3 separate regions of the Anas platyrhynchos genome follow, and regions 1 and 3 are each linked to region 2. The links are chromatin contacts, called in public Hi-C maps. All regions are on one chromosome and are shown on one strand. The core of a region is the stretch at or near the end of the contact, and the rest is flanking DNA. Distances in the headings are between cores, read along the strand shown.

Region 1 (3,380 bases), core at 304-2,803, 71 kb before region 2:
GGAGATTGAAGTGAGGGCAAATATTTTTAAAGATAACAAAATTAAAAAAAAAAAAAGAGTTAAAATTTAAAATGACCTTAAAGACTGGTCTGAAGGGAGAAATCCAAATGGCATTCAACAATTGCAGAAGGTACTGCATTCAGGCTAGAATAATCAAGTATGTGACTACATGGCTATATATTTCCCTTGGCTATACAGTGGAAATCTGATCAGTAGCAGTTCTGAAGAGGAAGATATGAGGGTAACGGTGGATCACAAGCTGACCCTCAGTCAAGAATGTTATGTTGCTGCAAAAAAGGTTGGCATCATACTGAGAGGAATGTAGCTTGCAAGGTGCATTAAATAATCCTTTTGAAGCTCATTGGTAAAACATCAGCTGAAATATTTGGACATTATATTTTAAGAAATCCTGGAGAAAAACCAAGGGGAATAGACTAAGTAGTCTTCAAACACTTCTGAGAAGAAGATATAATCAGTATGTTCTTCTCATGCACTTGGGAAAGAAATGGGATGTTCAACACTAGCTCTGAGAGAAATATGATGAACCTCTGAGTGGGAGGTCTACGAAGGTCCAGGAGCATCTGCTGCTGGAGATCTATAAGAACAGGTCAGACATATATCTGTGAGAAATGACCCTGACAGGGAGTGTCCTGCTGCAGGGTGAAGAGTAAGCTTCTTCTTTTCTCAAGGCCCTTTCCATCTCTAAAGTCTGCTTCCTGCCCAGACATGAACCTGCATCCTCTGTCATTACCCCTATCCTGCTTGCCCGCCACTGCCTGACCTCACCCATCCGTTTGCAGGAACACGTTTGCCAGCTTCCAGCAGGTCACTGACATCCAATTTCACTTTTCTGCATCTTATTTTTCTCATTCCCCATTTTTCCCCTTTCCCTGATGCCTTTTCCCCTTGCTTTCCCTCAGCTCTTTCCTTCTTCCTGCCCACATAGATCCTCTGCCATGCTCCAGCACCTGACTCCTTGTCCCTCTCTTCAGAGAGATGAGACAGGAGATGATGAAGGTCACTTTTCATGGTAGTTCTCATGACAAGGAGATGGATGAGAAATCTTCACTCTCAGGTCTCTTTGTTGTTGCTCCAGAGTGTCTGCAGACTTGGGTATTTACCACTGCTTTGGTTATGCTTGGTTAAGACTTGGTAGCTCTTTTTCCAATCTCCTGAGGACATTTCTTTGCTTGCTTTTGAAGAGGGCTTTGCTTCTGCAGCCTTTAAGCTTGATGACTAGGACTGATGGGCTGAATGATTTAACCCAATCTCCACTCTATTTGTCTCATCTTTTATTTTTTTTTCCTGTGCTTTTATTTTTTATTTTTTCTTAAGCTTTCCACATGTGCCTCCAACCCAGCCCAAACCCAGAAGACTTCAATTCTGAGAAGTGTTTTTGAGCACACAATGCTTAAGGACTGGGTTTAAAATTAAGCCAGATGAGCAAACATGCCCATAAAAGGAGTGCTCGGTGGGCCAAGACCATGTGTAGAATTGCAAATCCGCCCTGGGATTTTGATTCCAGTAACAAACCCATCTGAGATTTGCTCTTGCAGTTTACACTCTCCTCCAAAAACAAGCCTATGGAGAGCGTGATGCAGCAGTTACCATAGCAGCCGGTACAAGAAGAGTCCATTAAGTGATCGCAGTCCCGTCTCAAAGTGAATTAACAGGCTGCAGGTGAACTTTTGCACCTCCAAAAATGTCTCTTGGGGCAAATACGTTGTTGTGTGTGGTGGAACAAGAAAATGCCGATGGGTTGCACTGATTTGCTGCTGCATTGTTATCTTTAATTGTGCCTGTGTGCTGATTTTTAAAAAGTACTGCACACGCTTTTCCTTTTTCCTGTCAGGTGGTTTTTCTGTGTGTATGTGTTGTGGTTTTTTATTTTTTTTTTTTAAAGGACGAGACAAAGTACCCCAGTCAATAACTAATGAAATGCGTTTCAGGCCTCCCTGCATTCTGCCACAATTACATTGTCAGCCATCCCAGGAGAGATGCTATTATCTGTGTGGGTGTGGAAAATGATCTATCACTATTAATCATTCCTATTATAGTAGCAGGTAGCGCTCCAAACATATCAACACCTCATTATGATGGCTGTTTTTCACAGATGGGAAGTTGAAGGTCCACTCGTATACTCAGGACATAAGGAATACATAAACAGACCTGGGAGGTAGAAAGAGGATGATTACCTTGAAAGATTTTAAAACACAACATTAGAGATTTATAAATAGAGATTTATAAACATTAGAGATTTATAAATAGAGATTTGAAATCAGTTTTGGTTTCCTCAGCACCCCTTTGCTCCTTCTCTCACAAATTTATACAGAAAAAAATAAAGAACAAAAAAAAAAGTCAACAACAACAACAAAAAAGAAGGTTAAAAGTAAGCTGTGTTACCCAAATAGCAGTGGTGATGGAAAGTGAGGCTCCCTGTTGCACCTGAGTGCTGTCTCATTCTGCTCCCTACCCCAACACTGGAGTACCAGAATTCCTCCATCAGCACTTTGCAAGGAGTACTTAGTGGTTGTGGGAAGCCAGATAAGATTTTCCCAGCCTCCCCACTCCTCCATTACAACCCTGGTGTTGTTTCCATTACTCTGAGTGCTCCTCTTCAGTTCAGCCCTGTGGGGGAGACGAAAGGTGCAGTGACAATGCTGGTGCTGCCTCCTCAGCTGGTGGGGCCGAGGTCGGTTTGGAAGCAAGGATATCCTTCTGTGCCCTGCTGCTGATCGTGTGTGACCTTGGGAACATCCATCCACATCTTGGATCCTACTTCAGATTCCAAAAACAGTGTGCATGATAATATTGATTTATATCCACTGCTATTGGGGAGAGCACGGTGGGACCCTAAGAGCACAGAAAAATAATCTCCTTTCTCAGTGTCCCCTCACCAGTGCAGCTCCTTAGGCATCCAGAGACATGGCAGTAGTCCCTGAATGTGGGAGGGAGGAGCTGGTTCCTGCACACAAGCTCCTGATGCAGACCTTGTGTGATTTCTTCTATTTGTCTCTGTACCATAGAGTTCTGTCCTTTTTATTACTGCAACTTCTGACAAGCGTGAAAGCATCTTTCTCAAAGGCAAGGTACAGCCACGGATATTGATGTCTTGACCCACAAAGGATGAATTTGGGTCAGAAGACCCAGGCTAAAATAGCAGAATGGTTATTTAATCCCATCTTGATGGTCTTCCAGAAAGTCACTTAAAGCCTTTGAATCCCTCCACAATGACAAGCATAAGAGCCACAAGAAGAGCTACTAAAAACTTCCTGTGAAGGAAGCTAATGAAAAAACTATAATGTCTGGGAAAAATAAAGCAAACAAACAAATAAAAAATCTCCCGCCTTCCAGAGAGAGTTCAAATTGAGCTTGACCTC
Region 2 (3,378 bases), core at 45-2,544:
AATACACATTCCTCAGGCTTTCAGCTCTGACTGTCAACCCCTGAACTGTCCTCTTTAAAAATACATAAACTAACCCCATTCTATTACACGAGGAACTGGCGAACTGTCCCCCGTGTTGCTTGAAGATCTTGCAGTCCTTTGTTTAAAAATGCCCCGGCAGTGTGTTGGACTGCAGGAGCAAGTCTGCTCTCCAGCATGGCCAAGCGTCACGCCTGGCTGGCTTCTCCAAAACACACACGGGAATAAGGACAGAAATTGCAGTTCTGGGCCGGGAAAGGTGGAGGGGGGAAGTGGCTCCGCCAGGCAAAGCAGACACAGGGGCCACAGGGAAAGTGGCAAGCCTGGGAGACTTCCAGTTTCTGAAGCCAAACACACACGTCAGGACCAGGGCGGGATGGAGGTGCACCCCCGCAGTCATTCCCTTCCCTGTGGTTTCCTCTGGAAAGGTTTTTACCAGACAGGAGCTGTGCTGTCCTGCTGGCCTGCATGGTGTGGGGACGAGGACACCAGTGTGTGTTCCTCCACAGCCCCACGTGGTCCTGCACCAGCCATGGCCATGAGTCCTCAGACCAGGGCTTTGAGGACATCAGGCACGGTGTGCTGTCAGAAACTGAAGGAACTGGGCTAATGGAAAGTGCAGATCCTGTTTCTGTTTGACAGGACTTGAAACGTTCCCCTTTTTACTTTTAAAGTAAAAGTTTACTTTTGTGTCTTCACTAAGCTTATCAAACCAGGTTAATAAACAAGCTTCCAGATTTCCAGGTCAAAAAACAGTCATAATTGTCAGAAAGTGAAAGTAGACACGAATTAGATATTGACTTACGTGAGGCCATTTACTGGAAATATCATTCACAGCACAGCAAACACCAAAGACTGAGTTATTTTAAAGTCGAAAACTTTTGCTTCTAAGTTTCATCTCAAAAAAGGAAAGAAAATAAAATCTCTGAAAAGACAGTGCTGTGAAGAACATTTTAATCTCAGATCATTTGAACAGCTGGAGGCAATGAATGCAAATTCAAAAAACAAAGACGAGAAAGTAGAGAGGGGGGAACATATATAAATAAATACGAATGCTTCCTACCAAGTCCAAACGCTGGAAATCACAAAAGGTGCTTTGCATTGGGATGCAACGTGGGTGTCGTACGGGTGGTTGGGGTTATCAGCCTAGCTTTCCCCAACCCCTGGCGTTTTATAGGTTCACCCCTCGGCTTTTGGGGGTGCTGCTGAGGCCCCCCCAGGGGTGAGGTGTCCCGGGGGCCACCTGCTCGGGGAGCAGTGCGGGTGCCCTGCAGGACGAGGTGCCTGGATGGACGGTGCCGCTCAGCGGCGCGGCTCCGGCACTGCACGCTCCGGGGGGAGAAACCAGCCCCTCGCCGGCTCCAGACAAAGGGAAACGAGAGCTTGGAACAAGGGTTGGAAGATGAAATGACCCACACGGCTCCGGACAAGAGGGTGTAGCACTGCCAAGATCAAGCTGCAGCCCTGGGGGGGTGGCCAAGGATGCTGCGGGTCTTGTTTTTTAGGTCTCATTTCTCGGGTCTCAGTTCTTCCAACAGCAATCGCAGCACAGTCAGGCCTGAGACTGCAACATCTGAAAATCCAGGCCTCCCCAGGAATCAACCCTAAAAAAACAACCTCCCAGTCAGGGAGGATCCCATGGTACAGAGAATCCCAGTGGGATAAGAACCAGGTGAAATGTAAATTTTATTATTATTATTATTTATTTTTTTTTTTCCCAGATGACGCAAGGCTTCCGAAAGAGGATGTTTATACGAACCCTTGTTTTGTAAATCAGGGACTAGCAGCCCCCTGTGTTACACTGCAGCTGCTATTTACAGCGGATATTTAAGGAGGCATTTCAGTAAGGGATCAATCACGGCCGAGGAGAGACGTGGCGACACAGTTCAAGCTTTCCTACAGGATCTGGGCAGAGCAGCCCCCCCGTCCTGCCCCAGGTGTCCCTTACCTGTCCCTGCTGCTGCTGGCACGCTGGAGCAGTGCTGGGCACGGGGGCCATGCCCCCAGCCCCTGCCATGGCACAGATAAGAGCAGCGATAAGCTAACAGATGGCAGGTCCAAAGGGGAGCCGCTGCCACCGATGCAGGCTGGCGGACAAACATTCCTGCTCTGGCAGCTGGAACAACGGTAGCGCCAATGAAACATGAACAATTTCCTCCCCGCCAGCAAAGAAAATAGCTCTGGGGAGAAGCCAGGGAGGATAATTGTCAGCCTCCTCTAGGTATCATGGGAACAGGGGGCCGTTCAGTGAGCCCGGCGTAAACAACAGCTCCTTATTTTTGATACGGAATGAAGAAAAAAGCTGAATTCAGAGCAATTGCTGAATCAGCTGCCCTGGTGCCCACCTCCTGCCGACCTCTCCTGGGAAATGACTGCAGCGAGGCACGCGGGAGCTTCGCTGCCACCAAAACAGGCTCGTAGCAGAGGGCGACTCTCTCGTCACAGTACGTTGCAGATAGGACAGATGCTTCGCATTCTTGCTGCTCTCTTCTCTGCAGAAGATGCTGATCATTGCTGCAGTGAAATTCCTCCCAGCTCCAGCCCCTCTCCCGGGACTCAGCCAGGTCTCTCCTTCTGTCTTCAGATGGCTCTTTTTTTTTTTTTTTTTTTTCTTTTAGCCATAGTCAAAATCCTCTGCAGCATTACAATGTGTGCCACAGGCCTGGGAGTGTGTCCCCAAAAGCTCTGGTAGCAGCAAGCAGGGCAGACCCTGGCTCTCACAACAATGCACCGGGCATCTCTACTGATGCCCAAAAAGCTAGACCAAAGCAGAAGCCCTGCAAACTTTGGTAAGTCAAAATCCTGTAAGCACTTGGATGCAGTCATGATATAACACATCCAAGAACGGTGCTGTTCAGGTTAGTGTGACTACTCCTCGTGGAGGAACAGTGTCAGGCTGCCAGAGTAGCTGCACTCTGCTAGGGCAGGCCTGTTGCACCCGGGCTTTCCAGCAGCAGCTAATTATGGATGCTAAGGGAATAATAAAAGAATAGGGCAGACATGCCCCCTGATACATTTTCCCAGTTTCCAGTAACATCCTAGTATAGTGCCTTGTTTTTTGGCTTCTGGTATAGGGAAGGTCCTTTTACCTCCAGAGGAATTCAGTGGATGCTCCTGTCCTCGTCCCAGCAGGTACCAAGGCCCTCTCCAATCAGGGACTCGAGCTTTGCTGTGATCGTTTTAAGCCTCATCCTCTACCTTACCCAAACTTGCGGATCAGCCTAGCTAAGAGGTTTCTCTGAAACTAAGGGTTTATGTATGGATGGTATGGATGGTGCAGTAAATACATAGCTACTGGCTTCTCCTATCTGCAGTAACCCACTGGATCTGGTGTAAGAAAATGGATGAATACAAAGCTGA
Region 3 (3,829 bases), core at 1,068-3,567, 120 kb before region 2:
GGCTGGGAATCCCCGCAGGGAGGGGGCAAAGAGGCCGCAGCCAGGCTCTGTTCAGGGGTGCCCAGCGCCAGGCCAGGGGCAGTGGGCACCAAGGGGCAGGCAGGAGGCTCCCTCTGAGCACCAGGCAGCACTTCTGTGCTGGGCGGGCGGCTGAGCACTGGCCCAGGCTGCCCAGAGAGGCTGGGGGGGCTCCTCCCGGGAGATTATCACAGGGTGCCTGGCCATGGTGCTGGGCACCCTGTTCTGGCAGTCCTGGTTTGAGGAAGGGGGTCAGAACAGATGACCCCAACCTCAACCATTCTGTGAAAGCTGTGATTCTGTCAACATGTAGCGGTTTGGTAAAGGCATGTCTTTAACATTGCCTTTGGTCAGCATTCCTCTGATCATTCAAGCTGTATTACTGAGAGCTCACCTGTGGTCTTCTTTGGAAAGAACAAGCTAGTTTCCTCTGAAACAAACTTCAGGTATAGCTAGAGAATAGTTCACCCCAGGCATTGCTCTTAGTACACACTATGGATAAGACACCAAGCCTGGCTGCTGTAAAAAACCCTCTAGTATTACACTAGCACTCAGTGCGCTTTGAAATACGTCCACAAGCTATGCTCAACTGTGGCAGAGAGACTGCAAGGAAGCTATTTGGCTTATTCACACTCTTCTGGTTTGCTGCTGCAAGCATCAATTTTCATGGCGGTGTCCAGAAGACCAGGGGAGAAATCTGCTGCTACTGGAAATCACAGCAGCTCTATAGGTGAAGGCTGCTGCCAGCAGAACAGATGGCCAGTGAAGGGTGCAGGGCTAACTGCTGTATCCCCTCAGAAATTGTGTTGTGCAATAAGCTGGTCCCAGCTGTATCTTGGCAAAGGAAAAAAAGCTGTGGTATGTGGGAAAGGGGCATGCATTTACTTTGAGTGTTCCAAGGAACATGTACCTCAGTGGGTGGGGATGCTCAGATATGACAACTCCAGTTAGGTTTACTCCTTCATAGAAAGAAGTGCCAGATCACCGATGCACATAGTGAAACACTTTGCTGCAATCTGGTGAAAAGGAGTTCTGCTACAATGCTCCAGACAGTCCTGGAAACAGTTAGACTTGTGTCTCCTGAACCACACTCCTGAAGTTTTGTGCTGCTCACACTCTGGAGAAAATGAATCCTGAATATTTAGAGACCGATCATTTGAAATATATGTACTTTAGGATACCCTGATGGATTTGTGAAAGAAGCCAGACAAAGAAAAAAAAGGGAAAAAGGAAAAGCAAGAAATAAAAAAAAAACAAGAAGGAAAAAGAAAGGGAGAAAAGAGAGAGAGAGAGAAAGAGAGAAAGAGAGAGAGAGAGAGAGAGAGAGAGAGAGAAAGAAAGAAAGAAAGAAAGAAAGAAAGAAAGAAAGAAAGAAAGAAAGGTGTAATGATAATGTCAAGAAACTAAGCTGATATGATTCTCTATGGATACATGAATTCAGTGACAGGAGACAGACTATGTTCTCTAGACCATGGTCATTTATGTCTTAACCAGTGCTCTAAATTCCAGTCCCTTGAGTCTGTGGGGGTGAGCATACCCAAAGGGGCAGGAGGGTTGTGTCCATCACAGGTCTCCTGTGAGCCCTCTTGTTCAGGGCTGCCCCAAACCAAGCAGAGTCTCCTCTGGCTCTTTGTGTACTGGAAAACTGAAAGCGGTCAGGGTACAGGCTTGAGTAGCATCCCATGCTTATTTTTACTACAAATTATGGTCACAGTCCTTGGTATGGTTTTGGCCTGGTCCAGCTTGTGCTGTTCCAGGCAATGCCTCACCATGGTTAGCAGATGGTTAACCCACTCCCAGCAGTGGTTTGGGCTTGAGAGTTATCAGCTTGGGGAATACTGGAAGCTATCCTGTATCAACCCAGCCACTAAAACCTGACTGACAAAGCACTAATTCAGATCATCTTTTAGCTCCTCTTGCTTTGCCCTCCTGCTGGCTACTAATGCCTCTTTTGAGGCCAGCTATGACTTATCTGCCAGAGGGAAGTTCTTAAAAAGCTTTATGCTGAGCTAGCCTGCCTTATGTTCTCCATTAGGCAGGCTTTATTCCTCCCATGTCCAGCGTTACACCAGCAGAAGTTGGATTAGACGTGTATTTCTTGGCTAAACAATGACTAAAGGAAACACGATAACTATCTACAAGTATTTGATGGGTGTAAACTTCAGCGAGGAAGAGGGATTGTTTAGTGTGGTTAAAGGACTTTTATGGCCAACAGCGATTAGATTAAACTGAACAAAGCAAAGCATAAACTGAATACCCTCCATAATACCTAGTAGGCTGCAAGCACAGCTCCCGAGGGATTCGGCAGAAGGAACATCTGGGTCATTCGAAGCGTTGCAGGGCGCACAGCAGCGTTTACTCTCTTTACATGGGAATACTGTCCCATGAACAGTGTGCCTGTTCTCCCTCCCGTGCCCACACCCACACTGCCCTGTGTCTACGTGAGTGCACACCCAACCCAGCAAGGAGGGAAGAAAGTGTCAGAGAAAGAAAGGTTGGTTCAGCCTCTCCTCGTCAGCATCCTGCACCCGATTTGTCCTCCTATTGTAGTGGTGTAATACGATAACCTAGATAAGAAGTTTTTTTTGCTTCTGGCTGATTCTGATCTCGGGACCATTAAGGAAGAAGCTGCACTTACGCTTTCTGTACTGATCTGTGAATAAGCTTTCCCCAGCACTTCAGCAGGTTGGGGCTTGAGCTTCAGTTAAACTCACTCCTAACCCTGGGTTATCACATATCTAAAGGGATGCTAACATCATTCCTCTCGGATTACACCATTGTCAGCTGGTGGGATATTATATGGGATGGTTAAACTTTGTACAGGGAGGGCGCAAACAGGAGCATGAGGCTCTGCTGAGAACACACGGGTGGTCCCTTATGCAGCACAGGGAAAAATAAACTCTGTCTTTCACACAGATGAAGAAGCAAGTCATAAACCCAGCTACACCTGTGTAAATCTGTTTGCCTTTTTCCTCTGAGAACCAAAAATAGGCTGTGCAATCACATCTGACAGGAGTTTCTGATGGAGAATGCGAGCTGGCTTTGGCAGCGAGAGCAAATGTCAATGACTCAATCACTATTGTGTCTTTCAAACCCTGCAGCCTGTCAGGGAAAAAGGAGGAAGCGTATATGTGATGTTGAGTGAGTCAGGATGCTTTCCCTTGGCATGTCTGTTTCTCTGACTAATTGCAGAGACACAATAGCAAAGAAATTAGATAAGCCAGGTAGGGTTTGTTGTGGATGCCCTGGTTGTCTAGGAGACAAGAGCTTTATTTACCTGACATGACTTGTAGGCAAGCGTAGGGCAAGTGTACCCTGTTCTTAAAACAGCGGATTGCTTCCAAATTGCAGGTTATCTGCTCTGAAACAACACCACTTAATGGGCTATCTTCTCCTTTAATTGGTGCAATTGTTGTCATATCATTAAATCCCGCTTAGCACAAGTGTGAGAAGCATCCTGCTACAGGCTGCCAGCAGAAGGGGAAGGAGGACTTCTGCATCCTCCCATGGCGCTTTCAAAGAAGGCCCTGATCTGTTCATAAAAGGTCAGGAAGGGAGGGAGGAATTCAAAAGCCTTAAAAAAAAAAAAAACACCAGACCAGACCGGAGACTTCACTAGTGCGTCATCTCAAGTTTTCTTCTCCCGAGGGAGTAATTCTTCAGATGTTTTGTGTGCCCCTTGCTGGTGTCTCTCCCTTCTGTTTTTCTACAGGAGCAGTTTGTCTATTTTTGCATTTACTGAGCCTCCTTGCATCACACAGATGAAGAGCTACCAGACTTCTGAGCATATAACAGAGCCTAATGGGGTTAT

The links. A called contact is a pair of places that touch in the nucleus more often than the background predicts.
Region 1: a contact with region 2 is called in a Hi-C map of subcutaneous adipose tissue, with 1.6 times the contacts expected there. The contact joins two enhancer-like sites. A contact is called at or near these places in 4 of 8 Hi-C or Micro-C datasets (liver, skeletal muscle and subcutaneous adipose tissue).
Region 3: a contact with region 2 is called in a Hi-C map of skeletal muscle, with 2.4 times the contacts expected there. The contact joins two enhancer-like sites. A contact is called at or near these places in 2 of 8 Hi-C or Micro-C datasets (skeletal muscle and subcutaneous adipose tissue).

Annotation. Positions count from the first base shown.
Region 1 is chr1:176,735,709-176,739,088 of IASCAAS_PekinDuck_T2T, reverse strand. No RefSeq gene overlaps it. Among named protein-coding and RNA genes, the nearest start is that of CCDC122, 100 kb to the right of the region's middle. Within about 2 kb of position 1,553, at least 1 of the 8 cell types and tissues checked has an H3K27ac peak or open chromatin away from gene starts, as enhancers often do. A contact at or near this core is called in subcutaneous adipose tissue, where this site is marked.
Region 2 is chr1:176,664,592-176,667,969 of IASCAAS_PekinDuck_T2T, reverse strand. It overlaps LOC101800207 (a long non-coding RNA gene), which reads right to left. Exons shown (of 4, transcript XR_011806408.1): 3 at 1,967-3,378. Among named protein-coding and RNA genes, the nearest start is that of CCDC122, 29 kb to the right of the region's middle. Within about 2 kb of position 1,294, at least 2 of the 8 cell types and tissues checked have an H3K27ac peak or open chromatin away from gene starts, as enhancers often do. A contact at or near this core is called in subcutaneous adipose tissue, where this site is marked.
Region 3 is chr1:176,788,764-176,792,592 of IASCAAS_PekinDuck_T2T, reverse strand. No RefSeq gene overlaps it. Among named protein-coding and RNA genes, the nearest start is that of TSC22D1, 140 kb to the left of the region's middle. Within about 2 kb of position 2,317, at least 1 of the 8 cell types and tissues checked has an H3K27ac peak or open chromatin away from gene starts, as enhancers often do. A contact at or near this core is called in subcutaneous adipose tissue, where this site is marked.